Regions from separate parts of the Anser cygnoides genome. Here region 2 is linked to region 1. Evidence: chromatin contacts called from public Hi-C data. All regions are on one chromosome and are shown on one strand. The core of a region is the stretch at or near the end of the contact, and the rest is flanking DNA. Distances in the headings are between cores, read along the strand shown. Region 1 holds the start of GARS1 (glycyl-tRNA synthetase 1). Region 2 holds the start of PLCD1 (phospholipase C delta 1).

Evidence for each region. Hi-C and Micro-C count contacts between places; a contact is called where the count stands out from the background.
Region 2: a contact with region 1 is called in a Hi-C map of liver, with 2.7 times the contacts expected there. The contact joins the promoter of PLCD1 here to the promoter of GARS1 in region 1. A contact is called at or near these places in 3 of 7 Hi-C or Micro-C datasets (granulosa cells and liver).

What each region holds. Positions count from the first base shown.
Region 1 is chr2:5,133,129-5,137,143 of Taihu_goose_T2T_genome, reverse strand. It overlaps GARS1 (glycyl-tRNA synthetase 1), which reads left to right and starts at 2,294. Exons shown (of 17, transcript XM_066991401.1): 1 at 2,294-2,523. The coding sequence starts at 2,314.
Region 2 is chr2:5,450,612-5,454,807 of Taihu_goose_T2T_genome, reverse strand. PLCD1 (phospholipase C delta 1) reads left to right here and starts at 2,771. Exons shown (of 15, transcript XM_013182487.3): 1 at 2,771-3,426. The coding sequence starts at 3,393.

The sequences.
Region 1 (4,015 bases), core at 1,045-3,544:
ATTCGCAGCCCTGTGCCCTTGCACCCCATGTGTCTGCACCCCATGTTTTTAGCCCCATACATTTGCAGCCCCATATGTTTGCAGCCCCATATTTTTGCAGCCCCATATGTCTGCAGCCCCATACGTTTGCAGCCCCATACGTCTGCAGCCCCATACATCTGCAGCCCCATACATCTGCAGCCCGGTTTCCCCACAAAACGCCGCCCGGTTCCCTCGGGGTGCTCTCCCCGTAGCCCCACGCCAAGCCGGCAGCCCCGCGCCAGAGCCGCTTCCGAGGAGGTGCGGCAGCGAGACGAAAACAGCAATTTGCAGCCAGGCAAAAATACCAATTAACGCCGGCAACAGGAACGCGTCACGCAGCACCGGCAGATAAATAAATACCCGGGCACGTTCGGTAGGAGGTCGGGGCTGCAAACGGGGGCGAGGAGCAGCCAGAACCCCCCTTATCACCCCAAAATCACTGCTGGGACGAGCACGGGGCTGGGGCACCTGGTCGATCGTTGTTTTATTATTATTATTTTAATTTTTAGTTTTTAATTTTTGCTCTCATTGGGGCAGAGCCGCCAGCCCCGGGGCCCTGCACGGTTCAGGGGCGGCCGGGGATCAGGGAAAAGCAAACCGCGGCCTGGTCCAAAACCTACAAAGCTTTCACAGCAAAAACACCGCAGCAGGCTGGAAAACCAACACAGCCCCCCCCAGGGCGGCCCACAGCGCTCCGGCCAGGGGCTGCCCCGTGCTGCTGCGGCGCTGGGGGTGCAAGAACCCCATTTTGGGGGTGCAGGAACCCTGCTTTGGGGTGCTAGGGGCCTGCTTTGGGGGTGCAGGAAACCCGCTTTGTGGGTGCAAGAGCCCTGCTTTGGGGGTCCAGGAACCCTGTTTCGGGGGTTCAGGAGACCTGCTCTGGGGGAGCAGGAGCCCCGCTTTAAGGGGTGCAAGAGTCCTGCTTTGGGGTTGCAAGAACCCTGCTTTCGAGGGTGGAAGACCCTGCTTTGGGGATGTAAGAGCCCTGATTTAGGGGTACAAGAGCCCTGGTTTTGGTGTGCAAGAGCCCTGCTTTAGGGGTGCAACAGCCTTGCTTTTAGGGTGTAACAGTCCTGTTTTGGGGTTGTGAGACCCCTGCTTTGGGGAGTGCAAAAGCCCTGTTTGGGGGGAGTACAGAAACTACACTTTGGGGGTGCAGAAGCCCTGCTTTGGGGGTGCAAGAGCCTTACTTTGTGGGTACGGGAATCCCACTTCAGGGGTGCAGGAACCCTGCTTTGGGGGTTGAAGAGTGCTGCTTTAGGGGTGCAGGAGCCCTGCTTTGGAGGTTGAAGAGCCCTGCTTTTGCGGTGCTAGAGCTCCGCTTTGGGGACACAAGATGCCAGCTTTAGGGGGTGCAAAACCCCTTCTTTGGGGGTGCAAGAGCCCTGCTTTAGGGGTGCAAGGACCCCACTTTAGGGGTCGAAGAGCCCTGCTTTAGGGGTGCAGGGGCACCGCTTTGGGGGTGCCAGAGCCCTGCTTTAGGGGTTGAAGAGTCCTGCTTTAGGGAACAAGATCCCTGCTTCGGGGACACAGGAAACCAGCTTTAGGGGGTGCAAAACCCCGTCTTTGGGGGTGAAAGAGCTCTGTTTTACGGGTGCAGTGGCCCCACTTTACGGTTCGAAGAGCCCTGCTTTAGGGGTGCAGGGGCACTTGTTTAGGGGTGCAAGAGCCCTGCTTTAGGGGGTGCAGGGGCCCCACTTTAGGGGTCGAAGAGCCCTGCTTCAGGGGTGCAAGAACCCCACCTTGGGGGTACAGTAACCCCACTTTGGGGTGCAGGAACCCCGTTTTAGGGTGCAAGCACCCCACTTTGGGAGTACAGGAACCCCACTGTAAGGGTGCAGGACCCCCACTTTGGGGTGCAAGAACCCCGTTTTGGGGTGCAGGAACCCCACTTTGGGGGGCAAGAACCCCACTTTGGGGTGCAAGAACCCCGTTTTGGGGTGCAGGAACCCCACTTTAGGGGTGCAGTAACCCCACTTTGGGGTGCCAGCGCCTCACCCGAGGGGAGCAGGAGCCCCCCACAGCCCTCGGGGCTCCCCTCAGCGCCCCGCGCATGCGCCGCCCTCCCCTTCTCCCAGGCGGCGCCTCCCCTCTCCCTCCCCGCGTGTCGAATCTGCGGCGCCGGCGCCGGAAAGAAAAAAAAATAAAAATAAAAATAAAAAAAAACCACGAAAGTGCTGCGGCGGGGCGGGCGCCACCTTTACCCGGGCGGGATTTCATCAGGCGGGGGCGGGGCTCGCTCCCCCCCCCCCCCCCCCCCGTTGCCCCCCCCCCCCCCCCCCCCCCCCGCCCATGCCGCGGCCGCCCCTGAGCGCCGTGCCCGCGCTGCGCCGCCTCGTCCCGCTCTGGGCTCCGCCGGTACCGGCACCGGGCCGGCCACCGGGACCGGCATCGGGGCTGGGACGGGCTCACACACCGGGAAAGGCACCGGCAGCCGCCCTCATGGACGGCCCGGCAGCCGAGGGGGTGCTGGCGCCGCTGCGGCAGGCGGTGCGGCATCAGGTAATGGGGGGTTTGGGGGGGTTGTGGGGTTTGGGGGGCTGGGGGGAATTGGGGGGGTCATGGGGGTATTGGGGGGGAGTGGGGATGGGGGGGTATGGGGGGGATACGGGGGTATGGGGGGGAGTGGGGGAGGCAGAGGGATATGGGGGGGAAACGGGGATTTGGGGGGGACTGAGGGGATATTGGGATTTGGGGGGGAAAGGGGGGTATAAGGGGATTTGGGGGGGTTATGGGGATGGGGGGGTGTGAGGGGGATACGGGGATTTAGAGGGGAATAGGGGGGAATGGGGATACGGGGGAGAGTGGGGGGATGCGGGGAGGGAGGGGACTGGGGGGGCTTTGGGGGGAATGAGGGGGAATGGGGAGGCTGGGGGGGACACGGGGTTTAGGGGAGACTGGGGGGACACGGGGATATGGGGGGATAGGGGGCGTAGGGGGACACGGGGGTATGGGGGAGACTGGGGACACACGTGGGGGTGTGAGGATATGGGGGCGACACAGGCGGGGGGCTGTGGGGATATGGGGGGGACATGGGGATGAGGGAGGATGGGGGGATATAGGGATACGGGTGGGATATGGGAGGACAGGGAGGACACGTGGATATGGGGATATATTTGGAGGTACGGGGGTGCACACGGGGCTGAGGAGGGGGTCCTGGTTTCAGGTGGTACCTGACGTGCCCCTCACCTCACTGAGGGGGGATCCCTGCTGTCCCAGGGGGTCCTGCATAGGGTCGGGGCTGTGTGACAGACCGACATCCCCCTCTCCGTGGCCCAGCAGTGGCCCCCTGGGTCCCTTCTGCCCCAACTGGGTGTGGGGTCCCCCTGTGCAGCAACCAAAGCCTTTCCCCACAGCCCCACAGGGCCCTGCCCGCCCCCATCCCACGGTTCAGGATTTGGGGTGGCTGCAGTGCCCTGCACACCTCCCCCACGAGCCCGCAGCGAGGGCTCCCCGTGGGTCTGTCCCGAAACCCCCTCGGTTTGGGGTCTCTGGGGGTTCCCCGTGTGTCGCCCACTGGATCCGGGTGGCAGCCTACGTGGGCTTTCCTCCCCGCGTCTGGAGCCAGGGCCTCCCCCTGCCATGCTTTTAGGGCCCCCCTTGCCATGCTTTAGGGCCCCGTGGCTGGCTCTCGGTGCTGTCTTCAGAAAGCAGCCTGCAGAGGTTTCCTCATCCAGCAGGGTCATGTGATGACTTCCCTTTAGAAATGACTTCGTGCTGGGTTTTGGGGGGTGATTTACCTTTTTTTAATAATTGCGTATTTGCCCGATGCAGTGAGGAATACTAATTTCTTTACGCTTTGGTCGTTCGATCATCCTTAAACATCGTAAAGGTGGCTGTGCCCTGGAAGCTGGGGCTGCACACCTTTCTCCTTCCATCTCCTTGGCACGTGAGGCTATTATCTTGAGCTTCCTTCTGCCCTGAGAAGGATTTGCTCGTCCTTTTATTTCGTAAGTGACCCTCGATCTCGGTACCCGTGCTGCGTGTCCCTGGG
Region 2 (4,196 bases), core at 1,522-4,021, 320 kb before region 1:
GAAAAGGTGTGTTCCTCCAGCAAAATAACCAGAGCACGTTAACTCACCTGCTGTAAAATCCCGGAGGAAGAAATTTTATTAAGTGATAAATAGGGCGAAGTCGTCATGGGCAGAAAGTATGCAATCACTTTGTTCAGTTGCCCTGCAATAAAAAATAAAATAAAATTTAAAAAAAAAAAAAAAAAAAGATTATATGGTGCTGTTTTTATTTCACTGTAAAGGTTAATTTTTAAAGTGACAAACCTTTGGTGACTAAAAAAGGCATTGAAATGCAACTTTACAGATGCCAGGACTGATCTACTCAGAATATATTGTATTTATTTAACTTTGGCCCTTAACAGCAGGATTGTTGCTCTGAGTGGAGACAACACGCACCGAGGAGTGATGTTTAATTTTAATCATACTGAACTCTCTCCTTCAAATCCTAGTTTGATCTTGAAGATCAAGAGCCCCAGAACTGTTCATGGGTATGCTGATGGATAGAGCTTAGGAGGTATATTCAGAACAGGGAAGAAGCAATCAGAAATTCAGACAGCTTTTAAAAAATAAGTGAAGATGCAGGAACAGTCAGTTGCAGCCTATCTTATCTATGCATTTTGTTAGAGAACAAATCGCTCTCTTAGGGCTTCCAGATGATTTTTTATTTCTATTTTTTAATCACCAATTTTAAACTTGCCACTCAGCTGTGATACAGGTTTAACTAGGAAAAGGGCAATCCCCCTAAACACCTTGGGTCTCTTGGATCAGCCAAAACCCAAACCAGGAAGGCAAACAGTGAGGGCTGTGATCCAAACTGGGGACCAGGGACTTGATTCAAAAAGGATTCTTATATTTTTCTTTTATTCTTAGAATACTGCTTCAGGATTTCTGCAGCTTACAGGAGCCCGATTGCTCCTCATGTCACTTTGGTTTAATTGTTATTCTGCACATATATTGGTTTCAGTAATGGAAAAGAATGTGAAATCAAGTGCATATGGCATGCATGCAGAAATATAGCTAAAAAGACTGTTGCCTTGAGAAAAAAGGCTCTGATGAGACCCGTGCTGTATGATCTCAGCTTCGGTGTGTTTGCTGCAGGGTTTCACTGGCTCTGATGGCGGCTGCTGTACTTTCTGATGAATGCCAGGAATGCAAGGCTGCCTGCAAGTGCTAGGCGTGCTCTGAGCACACATCAAGCCTGTCAAGGATTTAGGAGTGGTGATGCTTAAGCTTAGGATGGCAGGGAGGTGCCACAGTGCTCAAAGCAGCTAAAACAGTGATACTTCTGGACAGGTACGGAAGCAGGAAGAGTTAGCGTAATGGAGAAAAGTGCAAGGTTGGACAAAGTTTTGCGAATCCTCCTGACAGGCACTATTTCTGCTCCCACTTGATCTCATCAAGGAGAAGGCAGCATGGCAAGGAGGAAGCGCAGGCAGATGCGTTGGGCTGCCAAAGGGGTAGGCACAGAGGATCAACAAATCTCAAATTTCACACCTTCAAACCTCACGCCTTCAAATGTCAAGGTGTGATGGCAGAGAAGCTCAGTCCCACTTGAGGGTGCCCTGTCCAGCCCGAGGAAGCCAACGCAGTCGTGGTGGTGTTCACAGTGTTGCAGGGGGCTGATGGTCCTGTCTTGGTGCCACTGTGCCCTGCACTATCCAGATTGTGGTTTTCGTCTTTTTTGGGGGCTAACAGCTCGCTTACACCTCTTTACTTTACTACAGGGGACACAGGGAGACTGGCAGGTATGTCTTTAAGTGAGGCCTTGTGCTAGGCAGCATGAGGATGCAACAGGGTGTGATATAGAGAAGGGCAAAGGACTGACTATAATGTTATTTCCTGTCACCGCTTTCAAACTGTTTGCCCTTCTCTGCTTCTCCTCCCTTCTGAAAACCATAACACCTTCATCACCACCGCTTTACCGGAGTTTCCAGTCTGGCTGACTCATCTACCAACCTCTCCAGCAGTCGCTTCCCCTTCAGCTGATAGGGTGATGGGTTTTGGTGGTGTCCTCTGGAAACCCCCCTCCCCTGGGGCTTTTAAGGCTTTACAAGGATTCTTGAGACACCCTGGCTGCTGTCCTGCTTTCCTCACTGCCAAAAAATTTGACCCTGTCCGAGCCAACGTCTCCTTTTTTCTGTGGGTTTGCAAAAGGGATGCTCCTTCCTGGGTCCTTCAAAAAGTGTCTCACTTGTTTGCTCTTATGCTTTGTGCTAGCACAGGCGAGTTTTGCTGTATTAGGGCAATTTGGAGGGCATAAAATTAGCTGGAGGTGAAGTCTGAGCTCTTGAAGGAGCAGCTCAATTCCTGGCAGGGATGGGCGAACAGTCCTAGTCCCAAAGTATTTGTCACCAGGTACATCCCAGAGCTGTCACCGTCAGAGAGGGACTTTTCCCTTCTGTCACTGGAGCTGCTGTGTGCACAGCTGCTGAGAAGCAAGGGCTTTGAATCCTCTGACAGCTGCATTGATTGAATCAAGATCACCTAAATAACCAGAAATAAAAATAAACAACAAGAGCAAAATAATTAAAAACCTCCCCCAGCCACTCAGGTAGACGGACACTTTATTTTTCTAGTGTGGATTCCCTTTCTTTCCCCCTCCCTGCTCGACAGCATCATCTTTTTCTCCTTTAAAAAGGAAAAAAATGTAATCTATTTTAAGAGCAGGGGGCAGGGCAGAGGAAAACAGCTCGGCTCGGTACAAGCCTCAGGGCAGCGAGGAGTTTTTTCTGCTTTCTGCCTCGCTGTCTCGAATGTGAAGCTTGCAGCTTTTCGTCTGCTTTAATCTGTGAGCGGTTGTGGTTACAGCTTCTCCGCTGCCAGCTTCTGAGCTGTTTTGTTGTTTTTTTCCTCATTGTTTTGTTGCGTTGCGTCGTGAGATATGCCCCCACCAGTGCCAATAAGCCCTTTAAACCCCAGGTGCTGCCTCGTGTCGTACGGCCCTTCCCTTGGGTTGGGGACAGATTCGAGCGCTCGGCGTCTTCTGGAAGCCTTGCCGGAAAGGAGCGGAGCGTGTTTAAGCGTTTGTGCCAGCAGCAGGAACAGAGGCACGGCTTGGAGCCCCAGCAGGAGCAGGAACAGGAGGCTGGCCCCGCGGAGAAGAGGGCCAGCTTGCACAGGGAGGAGCCAGGGCCGGCGCTGGGGCTTGGGCGCTTGGCCTCACTCGACGCGTTGGGCAGGCGGCGGCGTGCGGATGCGGGAGAGAAATAAATGAGGAGTCATAGCGAAGACGGCTCTCCAGCCAAGGGGAAGGAGCAGGCCTCGCCGAAGGGAGCTGACGTTTGGGGATTACTGGAGGAGGGAGCAGGGGGAGCCTCGCGGCTCTGGCTGCCAGCCCCGGCCGGCGCTAACATCTGGGCACAGCTGTTTGCCGGAGCCCTTCCTGCGGCCACCCCTCGGCTCGTTTTGCAGCCATGGAATCGAACGGCACCTTCCTCGCTTGCAACAGTAAGTCTGTACAAATGTCCTTGTGTTTCAGCCCTTTTATCTCGTGCGAGAGCTGGCTTTTTCCTCCTCTCTCCTCCCTCCCCCTTTGCCGCCGCAGTTCTCTCGCTTGGAAGTAACGCAGCGTTTAAATCAGTGTTACGGGAGAGAGATGACAGATTTTTTCTCCTTTATTAAGCTTAGATGTGTTGGTCGGAAGGGTGTCTTGGCTGATCAGTGTGTGCGAGCCCAGCAAGGCTGATCCAAATCTCCTCCCCTTTATGGTGAAACTGAGAGCGGGACAGATGCTCAGCGGAGTAAATCAGGCTCTGGTGAAGGCAGCAGAGCCAGGATAAATCTCTTCGGCTCAGCGCCTGCCCCCAAGACTCTGTAAATGCTCTGTAAAAAAATAAGTAATGTTTCTAAAAAAGAAGAAATCCTCTCTGCCCTGACAGCAAGTGAGATTTAAGAAGTCTCGATCAGTACCAAGACGAGGAGGCTTGTCTGATAGGCAGGGAAATATCCCTTATTCCCTGGTCTGACTTGAAGATATTGATCTGTTACCTCTTCATTGTGTTTTATTCACTGATGAGCAGGAACAGCTCAGGACTTGAAATGGGAAAAGTCTAGAGTGCTTATTTCTAGTTCTTGATATAGGTGCTTTCTTCCTGTAGATGAGTTATAAACAAAACAAAACAAAAAATTAATAGATCGATCTGTGATTGACTGTAAACAGAATCAGTTAGCATTGCCAAGCAAACTGTGAAAAAATCATCCCCAGGCTCAAGAAATCT